Linked DNA regions of Mus musculus: region 1 is linked to region 2. A link is a contact called in public promoter capture Hi-C data. All regions are on one chromosome and are shown on one strand. The core of a region is the stretch at or near the end of the contact, and the rest is flanking DNA. Distances in the headings are between cores, read along the strand shown.

Region 1 (5,524 bases), core at 1,923-4,422, 2.0 Mb before region 2:
ATTTTAAAAAGCCAAGCTACTGTAATTTAAGTTACTTAACACATTCCATCTGAGTCTTTTCAATTTTGTCTCACAGATTGCCAGCAGATGGATCTGGGATGTGGCATGGGACAACTGGGTAGAAGCTAAACATGAAACAGAGTCTTACGTGGTATTGGCCTTGGTGTTTGCTCTCTATTGTGAATAGCTCAGGACCAGCATTTTCACCCCCCATCCTTCAAAATAAATGATATATACAGATCTGTGAGCCTCGTGTTACCTTACACATGCGAAAGCCAGTTATACTTACTTGTTAATATATGTTACCTCAGAGCAGTAGAAAAGGTAGGTATGAATTCTTACATATTCCAACACAGAAGTATAATTATTCTTAGGTTTAAGAAAATTAGGATAGCCAGGCATGGTGGCATGTGCCTTTTTAATCTCAGCATTTGGGAGGTACAGGGGGATGGATCTCTGAGTTCCAGGCCAGCCTGGTCTACATAGTCAGCTCCAGGATAGACAAGTCTGAGAGTGTGTCTCAGAAATAAGTAAAATAAATTTAGGGCTTGCCATAGGAAATTAAGTGGAAGTCTCAAGTAATGTAAATACAAGATACATTTTGGAAAACTTACAAGGGCAGATGCATTTTGGATAGTGTTTTAATATTTTGTGTTCGTTCTTTTGAAAGGACTCCCTAAGCTTAAAGCAAAAATGATAAAGTACTAGTGTTTTCTTATCTAGATCCCTCCTCCTCTAAAGCTTAGATTTAAGCCAGTCTTAACTCTACATCCTTGTCCTCAGTTTGTGTCACATTGTTTCCAGTCTTTAACTCTTAACTTTTCATTTGCCCTGTTCTCAAGCCAAACTAGAATAAAGGATAAACCTGAACATACTTCCTGTTTTCCAAATTGTTATCCCTTTTCTGTCTTGAAACAGGCGGTACTTAATCTCAGTTGTATACTTGATGAGAATCTAGAATCATCTGTAATACCTGTGAGGGGTTATCTAGGTTCGTTTAGTCTTTGGACATGCTTGTGGAATAGCTTGATTAGATTGAGGTGGCAAGACAAGACCACTGTGCGTAGCACCAGAGCCTGGTATAGGATCCTGGACCACACAGAAAGGAAAGATTGAGTTGAGAGCATTCTCTTTGCACTCTGGGTGGTGATGTGACCCCTGGACTGTATGTACACTTGAACGGAGCCAGAGAAACTCTTTCTCCCATAGGTTGCTTGGTCAGAGTACTTTTTTACATCAGGGAAAGAACTAGACAAATCCCAGGTTCCACATTATATATACTATATTTGTCTCTCGTCTCTCTCTTTCTTTTTTCTTTTTCTTTTCCTTCTTTTTGTTTTGTTTTGTTTTGTTTTGTTTTGTTTTGTTTGTTTTTCGAGACAGGGTTTCTCTGTATAGCCCTGGCTGTCCTGGAACTCACTTTGTTGACCAGGTTGGCCTCGAATTCAGAAATCCACCTGCCTCTGCCTCCCGAGTGCTGGGATTAAAGGCATGTGCCACCACGCCCGGCCCCCTCTCTCATTTCTTAACTTTCAAATTTTATAACATTAAAATCTTTTTGTTTTTTAATTGCAAGTATGCTCTTTCCCACCTACGATGCCCTTAAGTTCAGTTATATATATTTGTGTATCACTTTATCTTGAAGCTGCAGACATCCTGCTCTATGGCAGGCACTCCCTTCACCTCTACATTATTTGTCGGCTCTATACTTCATGTGGATACACTATATATATTTCAAAGGAGGAGAGAAGTGCTGGGCTTACTTTCTGGAGCTAGAAGCTGTGGCTGTGAAAGGGAACTCGAATTCTAAAATCCAAGAGCTAGATCACCACCACCTTTTCTGGTTTGGTCCCCTACATTCTTGGAAGTGTTGTGGGGAGTGGAGGGGATGGGGGGTGGGGGATGTAGGCCTGCCTCTCTGCCCCTTGCCTTTGTCCATTGGACCTGTTGTCTTCCTGGTGCTCTTTTCAAAGGGTGGGGTACGGCCTTTCCTGTGGCGAAGTCTAAGCACTAACATCAATATAAATCCTGTCCAAACACCATTGGACAATTGGCTTCCATTTCCAGGAATTCCCAATCCTGTGTCCTGCAGGTGACTGTGCTGACTCTGTCATATGATTTTGGGAACCTTCCCTATGTTCTCCTTGCCTGACTGGGTTCCGTTCAACCTGAGTGCTGCTGTGACTTTTCCCGTGGCCATGGGGGCCACTACGCCAAGGTCACAGGAGAAGCAGTTGTAGAACAAATGAGCCAAGAGCGCCTTGGGGATCCTGGGGTGTGTGGAGTGAAGATGGAGAGGTGGGGTGGAGAAGTCAGAAAGGACTCAGGAGAAGGGGATCTCAAAGAGGGAGGAGGCGGAGCTCCTGGGGTGGTTGACCCTAAGGGCTGCGAGAGAGGAGGAAGTGGGCTGAGGACACTAATCCTTCATTTACAGAAGGGAGCGAGGACCCTGGTGGAGAAGGGGAGGTCGCCGCGGCTGTGGAGACCCCGGGCTGAGAGGAGGGGCTGGGGACCGGTAGGGGTGGGGTTGGTGGGAGGATACCGCGCGGTAGGGACCCTCAGCTAAGGTGCTGATGATCGGGAGTGGGGAGGACACGGCGGCGTGGTGGCGACCCCGGGCTGAGGGGAGGAGCTGGGTACGGGGGAGGGATTGGAGAACAAGCGTGGTGAAGACACATCTTTGAGGGGAGGGGCTAGGGACCCAGGTGGGGACAAGGCAGGCACCGCCGACTGAGGACCCCCGGCTGACGCGCAGCGGAGGAGGGGAGGGGGCGGGACCGCGGCGGGGCGGGGCGGCGCGGAGCCGCGGCTGACGCGGAGGGCCGGGCCGGGGGCGCAGGGAAGGGGCGGCAGCGAGCTCGCCAGGCGGCCAGGAACCCGGGTGGGGCCGGGACCGAGGCGGTGGCTGGCCAGCGGAGCTCAGGCCGGGCGCGGCGCGCCGGGTGAAGGCGGCAAGGCGGCAAGGCCCCGGCCGAGGCCGGCGGAGCCGCGCAGCTGCGGCCGGCTGACGTGAGCGGCGTGCGGGTCCCGGCCGGCAGCGCGCTGGCGGCCATGGCGGTGGCGCTGGCGGGCCGCGGGGCGCGCGGCGGCAGGGGCCGGCCCCCGGGCGGGCGGGCGGAGGGGGCGGGGCCGGGGCGCCGGGCGGCCCGCGCGACAGCGGCGGCAGCGGCGGCGGCGGCGGCCGCTGGGACTAGGCGAAGGCGGCGACGACGACGGAGGCGCGGGGCGCTTGGGCTGATGGCAGCGGCCGGGCCCGGGGCGGCGCTGTCCCCGGGGCGGTGCGACAGCGACCCGGCCTCCCCCGGAGCGCAGTCCCCAAAGGTGAGCGGAGCGCGCTGCCCAAGGGGCAGCGGCCCAGGCCGGGCTCGGGAGAGAAGAGGAGACCGGGCGGCGGGTCCTGGAGCAACAAGTGCGGCGGACAGTGGGCGCGGACGTCGGGGAGACCTGCGCGGCGGGGTGGGAAGTTGTCCGGGAATAGCTGGGACCGGGGGACTCGGGAAGAGTGCTTGAGACGAAGCGCCCCCAGCCTGGGAAAGTCGGAAAAGTTGGCGGCCTTGGGGATCTCAGTCGGGGAGACGCTGAGCGGGACGTGCGCTCGGGGTCCCGAGTTGGCAGAACGTGGTTTCACACCCACAGACCCGGCCAGCCGAGGTGGCCCCCGCCACGTGCCGGTCCTCCCTGGTGGGGTCTCTGACTGCTCGCAGGGGGCTGCTGGCTCCCTGTCCTGACCGAGGATGGTGCGGAGGGGAGGGCCTTACCTGGAACGTAGCCCTTAGGATTCCTACAGTTGTGAGCTGGTAAACTCTGTGTCAACTTCCGTTATTGTTTCTTTTCGAGAGGATCATTGTTTTTAAGTAAAAGTATTGACATACAGAAATCCTTAAAATGTCCACAAATTAATAAAATAGTGCTTAAAATTAACGGTGTCAAGCCAGTATGGACCATGAATACAGTGAAAAACATACTAAGAAATTTAATTATCTTTCAACTTCTTGATTGTTAGCTTTAAAAGGGAATATTAAGTCTACTTGATTTCATTCTTGAAGAGTGAAAAGGGGAATGATTTCTATGTTCTTTTTTAATTTGGAAAGTAATTTTAGTAAATTCCTAGGTGCTGGAGACATAATGAAATATAAAGTCACTGCTAATCACAACGTTAACATATATCAGACAGCTATGTGCTACCTGGCTCTTATGTGATCACTTCACTGCATCCTTGCATCAGCCACCTAGGCTTTAGGACTGGGGAGAAGCTTGCAGCACACAGCTGGTGGAGGGCAGTGCTCAGTAAGATTCTCTGGCAGCCCGCAGTGCCATGCTGACTTGGCATGCTAGCCTGTGCTGCCTTTTCATTCCCTTCCGTGGGCCTTTATTGAAATTTATAGTAAGAGTAGTAGTGTTAGGAGCTATAGTACCTTGATTTAAAAAAAAAATAGGAGTTTAAGCCTATTAATTAACGTAATGAATTGTTTTTAAAACATTTGATTACTTATTTCCTTAATGGAATGGCTCAACAACCTATATCTCCTATGAGTTTATCACAAAGTGTTGAATTTCTGCCGCAGAAGAAAAGGAATGTAGTTAGACGTGGTAACCTGTATCCAGTCCTTCTTCATCTCCAAAGTAGCTAATTAAAATGCGCCTCCGGGGGGCCAGTTGTAAGCTGAAGGGTACTATGAAACTTACTAGTATTTATTTCCCAGCTCAAATAGGAAGGCTTGCTTTGATTTTTAAAGTGGTGTGGCTACTAAAAAGCAGATGTTTGAACACAATCTAGTTGGTAAGAAAGTGAAAGCAGAGTACATTTAAAATACAGTTGAAAATTTAATTTCATTTCGATTAAAGGTCAGATTTTAGTTTTATTCATTCTTAAATTTTCTAATTTTTTAATCATTTAAATGTACAGGATGATAATGAAGATAACTCAAATGATGGGACCCATCCATGTAAAAGGAGGCGAATGGGCTCAGGAGACAGCTCAAGAAGTTGTGAGACTTCAAGTCAAGATCTTAGGTACTTTAAGGTTCAGTAGTAACTTTCGTAGACTTTTGCTCACTTCTTCTTCTCCTGCCTATTCCAGGCAGCAGAAACAGTTATTAAAAATTATATGTGTTGGCTGGAGAAATGGCTCAGAAGTTAAGAGTGCTTGCTTAACTGGAGGTTGGTTAGCAGCCCCACATCTCATCTCATAAGCTCCTGTAAACTCTGGAGGATCTCATGGTCCATTCCGGCCTCCACAAATGTCTGTATAGAGAGCAAACAAACAAATCTTCTAAAAAAGTCATATACTATCAAAGTAGGTCTCACTCCTGATAACTGTTAAAAAGTTATGGTAAAGTAGGTATATAAAACTCACCATTGTAACACTTTTTATATATAAAGAGTATATTTCAGTACAACCATCACTCTCGGCCCTTTCCAAAACTTTAGTAACTCAAACTGCCTAACCCTCCAGTACCTCCCATCCCTTCCTGCCTCCAGCTGCTGGTTACCACAGTTCTACTTCCTGCCCTGAGTATGAACC
Region 2 (6,180 bases), core at 1,498-3,997:
GCTTCTGCCTCTGCCTCCCAAGTGCTGGGGATTAAAGGTGTGTGCCACCACTACCGGGCCAGATGAGGGTCTTAAAGCCCACACCCACAGTGATGCACCTACTCCAACAGGGTCACACCTTCTAAAAGTGCCACCCCCTACTCCAAGTAAATACAAACCATCACACTACATTAGTTCCCCGACCTGTGGAATAAGGGCTGTTATATTTGGAAAGGCTAAATGGAAGCCTTTAGAGTTTCCTCTCTCAAGGAAAATGGTGAATCAAAAACACTGAAAGGGCTGGGCAGTGGTGGTGCATGCCTTTAATCCCAGCACTTGGGAGGCAGAGGCAGGCAGATTTCTGAGTTCAAGGCCAGCCTGGTCTACAGAGTGAGTTCCAGGACAGCCAGGGCTACACAGAGAAACCCTGTCTCGAACCACAACCCCAAAATAAATAAAGTTGGACCTTTCCACTTCAAAAGATCTGGATCAAAGGTTTATCTTTCTACCTCAAATCCTGATTAGCAGTAGGTCTCCCTACTTCTAACAATTCAATTAAGAAACAATCCCTCACAGTTATTTGAGTTTTACTTAATCCCAGATGTAGTCAAATTGACCTACAATCCAGAATTGGAAGGCTCACCACTCCAATCTGGGGGCTGGGAGATACAAGTTTCTGACCTGGATCTTGGCATGGAGATCTAGAGGCATGGTGGATATGAATTCCAGGAAATTAAGACAGGGAGATCTCTGAGTTCAAGGTCAGCTGTGGTTAAAGGCAAGGTGGCACACACCTTTAATCTGGGCCACACCTTCTGCTGGAGGCCTACAAAAAGACGTTGGAAGAAGGAAGATTTGCTCTCTCTCCTTCACCTGCTTGCATTGTGGGACTGAACAACTGCTAGATCCTTGGACTTCCATTCACAGCTGCTGCTGACCATTGTTGGGAGTTGGACTACAGACTGTAAGTCATCAACAAATTCCCTTACTATATAGAGACTACCCATAAGTTCTGTGACTCTAGAGAACCCTGACTAGTACAATGTGTTCAAATATATGTGTCTGTACCACAATATGCCTACCAAGACCAGAAATGGTCATCAGGTCTTCTGGAACTAGAGTTACAATTGTGAGCCATGATGTGGGTGCTGGAAATTGAATCCAGGTCCTCTGAAAGAGCAACAAGTACTCTTAATCACTGAGCCATCTCTCCAGCCCCAAGTTAATCTTTAAATTTAAAATAGTGTCTCTGAACTTCTTTGGTATTTGAATTTGTATCTCATTATCTTTTACACTAGAAATCTTTGAAGAAAGTAACATTAAAATGTTTGTACTACAATATATGTAACTTCAAAACCATAGCAACAATGTTATAACTACAAATCACTTAGTGAAACTGAGTGATTCTTAGGTATCTAGGACAGAGCCCTCTGTAGGCACAGAGCCAGAGCATGAAATTCAAACACTGCAGCTATATTCTTTCTTTTGTGTATCTTTCAGTTCCGCTATCAATTTTAATTTGAATTGATTCCTTTCAATTTGTTTTGGACTCTGGAGGGATTTTCTTGTTTTACCTATTCGTTTCATAAGTTTTGAAAACTCACAAGTCTTGCTGTTTCTACCTTTATCTCCTACAGCCATTACCCTCTTTTGAGTAACTATTAAGTTTCTGCAATATTCTTCCATTTTCTCGATATGTGCCTACATATATGTGTATATGTATTTCTACACCTTGCTTTATTCACTCAAGCCAGGACTCATTCCAAAGTAACACATAACTATTAATGTCTGCATCCTCACCAGGAAACAGGATTTCAATGTATATTTCCATTATAAACAAAGTTGATCCTCCTTCTATGGAATATTTTAAGGATCTGTGAACCATCTGTTCACGTCCTTCTCCATTTTCTTTAGTTTTCCAAGGACCCTGCGATGTAAACTACCTAGTGGTGGCATCTGGTCTCTACTGTAACTGTATCCTTATAAATGATCTCAGGCAGGGCACCTACGCTGGGGATTAACCGGGCTCATAAAACCGACTAAGCCTAAATATGACTGTCCCATCTGGGAAGTGCTGAAGAGACTGCCGAGCACCGCTGTTCTTGCTAGAGTACTCCAGAACCCTCACCCGGCTGCCTTCCCGGGGCTTCCAGTCTGCCCACACGCGCAGCCTCCTGGCTCCTCGACTCAAACCCAAAGACGCCCCGGGGCAAAGCCGGCGGCCCCAAGAACGGCGACGGCTTCTAAGTCCCCCTCCCCCGCCCCCAACTTAAAACGAGGGGCGCTTAAGCATGAAGCCGCTGTCTCCCCGTTCCGGCACGATGCGCGGAAGCATCCTGAGCTGTGAGACTGCCTGGAAGAGCCAATCACGCGCTTGTCGGCTCGGATTCCTCCGCCCAGGCCGCGCAGCAGCCGCAGGTGGCCCCGCCGAGCTTGTCCGGCAGCGGCCGTCGTCCCGAGATGCCTCGCGGGTGACCTCCGACCTCGCGGGCCCGCCCTTCTCTCCGGCCGCTTCCCTTCCCAGCCCCGCTGAGCTTGCAGAGCCCCGACGGGGCCGGTGCGGGCTTCCGCGGACTGTCTCCGTGCGGCGGCGGCGTAGTGCCGCTGCCTCTCCGCGCCCCGAGGTCCCGAGCGGGGCCGAGCCGGCCGCCCCTCGCCCCTTCTCTCCAGAGGCGCCCGGCGCGGTGACCGAGGAGGCGCCCGAGAGGCGCGTCTCGGGTGAGTGGGCCACGGGCGGGGTCTCCGCGGCGCGCTCGGGGCGGGGCGCAGTCCGGGCGGGGCGGGGCCGGCGGCAGGGCCGGCTTTCCTCCCTCAGCGCCATTTTGTGGCTGCGAGACCCGCAAATAAAGGTTCTCGCCAGCGCTGCGGCGGGAGGAGCGCGGGGGGGCCGGCGGCGGCGCGGCCTCGGCCTGTGTGACTGGCGGCGCCCGCGCAGCCTCGGGCTGGGAAGGTAGGTGCAGCCCGCAGCGGGAATGGCCACGAGGGCCTGTGGGGCCGGGGAGCGAGGCGCGGCCGCCCTAGACCCGGGGAAATGCACTCCGGGCCGGAAGGGCGACCGGGCCTGCGGCCGTGCAGGTTTCCCGTTAGGCAGAGCGGTTTGCTGCCCGTGGGGATCCTTGCACCGCTTCGCGGCCATTCTACTTCCGTCCCTGACGGCAGGGGACAGGGCGGGCGTTCCCGCGGCCGGGGAGGCGGGGAGGCCGGAGGCCGCCCTCTCGGGGCTGACTGGCCATGCCGGTCCTTTCCCCGCCTCTGTCGCCCCCTCCCACCTTCCAGGGTTCGTCACCGGGGACCCAGAGGTACCCACAGTTCTGTATGGCACAAGTGAAGCATTCTGTTTTGTTTTTTGGGTTTTTTTTTTGTTAAAAACAATTCCGTACCACGTAGTAGCTTGTCTTTGCAACCACGTTCACCTGTGGACTTCCATTTTTACATAAGTGCATGCATTGTGAGAGTAGTTCTTTTTTTTTTTTTTTTTTGACAGCTTAGTGGAATTTTTCGTGAACTTCTAGTCTAGTTTTGGATTTCTGTATGGCTGATTTGACCGTATTTAAAATTGTTTTGCATAAGACAGCGGGTGCACGGTAGAACAAGACCTAAGTTTTCCTCTCTGTGTACATGTTTTATGGGCGTGGGGGGCGGCTAGGCCTTGTGCATGCACGCTAGGCCAGCCTTCTGCCGTTCAGCAATTCCCCGAGCCCACAGTTCTTGGTTTGAGAATGAGGAAGTCAGTTAATTTGACCCCAAAGGACTAAGAATACACTGTAAGCTGGTTGTAAAGATCGGTGAGCCTGTTAAAGCTTCAAGGAGCATGTTATAATCCTCTACGTTTTATTTACGCCTTTTTCATCGTTTTCACGCTCTACCCTAGCCTTTTCATTTAGTTAATTTTATTGTTTGGAAAGATAGGTGGAAGTCACAGATCAGTTACTACAAATTCTACCTTTCTTTCCCTTTAGCTTATGTTTGAGCTTTGGGACTGGAGAGTTGGCTCAGCAGTTTCTCTTCCAGCACCGGAATGATGGCTCTTGACCATCCTTAACTCTTGTTCTGGAATTTTGACTTCCCACTTCTGACCTCAGTGGGTGGCATCAGGCGTGCACGTGATGCACATATATACGTGCAAAACATTCATAAAACATTTTTAAATGCGGTCTGGAGAGAGATGGTTCAGCGGTTAAGAGAACTGACTGCTCTTCCAAAGGCCTGAGTTCAAATCCCAGCAACCACATGGTAGCTCACAACCACCCATAAAGAGATCTGAAGCCCTCTTCTGGTGTATCTGAAGACAGCTACAGTGTACTTACCATATAATAAATTTAAAAATTTTTTAAATGCCTTTTTTTTAAACGCTTTTTTTTCTTTTAAACCAAGCATCATGTTTTCTTATAGGTAAACATGTAGACGATTTGAAACTATTGAAAACAGACATTTTTGAGGTGGCTAGGTTTCACTCATTCATTCACTACTGCTGGGGCAAGTTAGGGGAGGTTGCAGTCTACAGGATGGCTTCTGATATGATTGAAACTGAATTTTAAGGATTTGGGCAGATGGGTTTCTAAGAGTGCTTTAGTTCTTCACTCTTAAACAGATGAGTGTGTTTGTACACTATGTTATGACTTGTATTTTTTGTTTTTGTTTTGGTTTTTTTCTAGTTCATTTTTTTCCTTTTTTTAAATTTCATTTACATTTCCAATGCTATCCCAAAAGTCCCTCACACGCTCCCCCACCCACCCACTCCCACTTCTTGGCCCTGGCGTTCCCCTGTACTGAGGCATATAAAGTTTGCACGACTAATGGGCCTCTCTTTCCACTGATGGCCGACTAGGCCATTTTCTGATTCATATGCAGCTAGAGACAGGAGCTCCAGGGGGGTACTGGTTAGTTCATATTGTTGTTCCACCTATAGGTTTGCAGATCCCTTTAGCTCCTTGGGTACTTTCTCTAGCTCCTCCATTGGGGCACTGTGATCCATCCAATAGCTGACTGTGAGCATCCACTTCTGTGTTTGCTAGGCCCCGGTTTTGTTTTTCTTTTTCTTTTTTTTTTAATTAAAGATTTATTTATTTATTTATTTATTATATATGAGTACACTGTAGCTATCTTCAGACACACTAGAAGAGGGCGTCAGATCCCATTGTAGATGGTTGTGAGCCACCATGTGGTTGCTGGGATTTGAACTCAGGACCTCTGGAAGAGCAGTCAGTGCTCTTAACCACTGAGCCACCTCACCAGCCCCGGTTTTGTTTTTCGAGACAGGGTTTCTCTGTATAGTCCTGGCTGTCCTGGAGCTCACTTTGTAGACCAGGCTGGCCTCAAACTCAGAAATCCGCCTGCCTCTGCCTCCGGAGTGCTGGGATTAAAGGCGTGTGCCACCACGCCCCGGCAACTTGTAATTTTCAAGCCTCCTCTTGTCATATGTATCTAATGTAGGCTCCTCTTGTAAATGTTAGCCATCTAGATTATTGGTGTATAATAGAGTTGTATTTCTTGTATCGTGGTCTTTAGAAGCTTTACTTTATCAGCTTTAGCAAATCAAGATATAAGATAGCATTCTTATCTTTATCTCCACTTTCCTGCCTCTAAATACTTTATATTTCTTGTCACTAACTAAGCTTGGGGAAATTTTTCAGTATTCCCATAATTGAATAAGCTATTGATACAGGGTGTTAGGCATTTGTTCTTTGCCTGAAAGATGATGTTGGTAGAGTTTATTTTCTCTGTTGATTGTGTTCAAACAATCTTTGTTTATATAGTGTTTTTATGGTACCAATAACAGATCTGCAGCACTTTGTACACCAAGCAACACTGGCATTTTCTTTGACTGATATGGAAACTGAAGCCCAAAGTATTAAGTGACTTGATCAAATAAAGCTGTGAGACTGAAATAGCATTCTGATTTCTAACGAGTTCTCTTACTCCTGCAGTGCTGATACTTCAGCACTGCCAGACGATGCCATTTCTTACATCGTGATTTATTTTAGCAAGGCATATACATACCTTCTTTCATAAACTTACTTTGGCCTGTGATTGCCTTTCTCCAGAGAGTACTAAGTTGCCTAACTTAGGATCATAGTGTTATGATCTGGAATGCTAGGCACTTAGTAATTCCATAACCCAAGCTAGGCTTTAAGAGTAGATGGCATCCTCTATATTCTTTATACTGTCTACACAAATAACTTAAGTTTAAAAATATATTTA

What was found. Promoter capture Hi-C pulls out the DNA fragments that hold promoters and counts their contacts.
Region 1: a contact with region 2 is called in a promoter capture Hi-C map of erythroid cells, with 12 times the contacts expected there. The contact joins the promoter of Phf10 here to the promoter of Wtap in region 2. A contact is called at or near these places in 4 of 39 promoter capture datasets (the C10 cell line, erythroid cells, liver and 1 more) and 2 of 115 datasets of contacts at active chromatin or transcription factors (astrocytes and stem cell-derived neural progenitor cells).

Annotation. Positions count from the first base shown.
Region 1 is chr17:14,958,908-14,964,431 of GRCm38.p6, reverse strand. It overlaps Phf10 (PHD finger protein 10), which reads left to right and starts at 3,172. Exons shown (of 12, transcript NM_024250.4): 1 at 3,172-3,321; 2 at 4,907-5,013. The coding sequence starts at 3,238. It overlaps Gm3417 (predicted gene 3417), which reads left to right. Exons shown (of 4, transcript NM_001123368.1): 4 at 77-243. The coding sequence ends at 187.
Region 2 is chr17:12,988,826-12,995,005 of GRCm38.p6, reverse strand. Wtap (Wilms tumour 1-associating protein) reads left to right here and starts at 2,747. Exons shown (of 8, transcript NM_001113533.1): 1 at 2,747-2,929.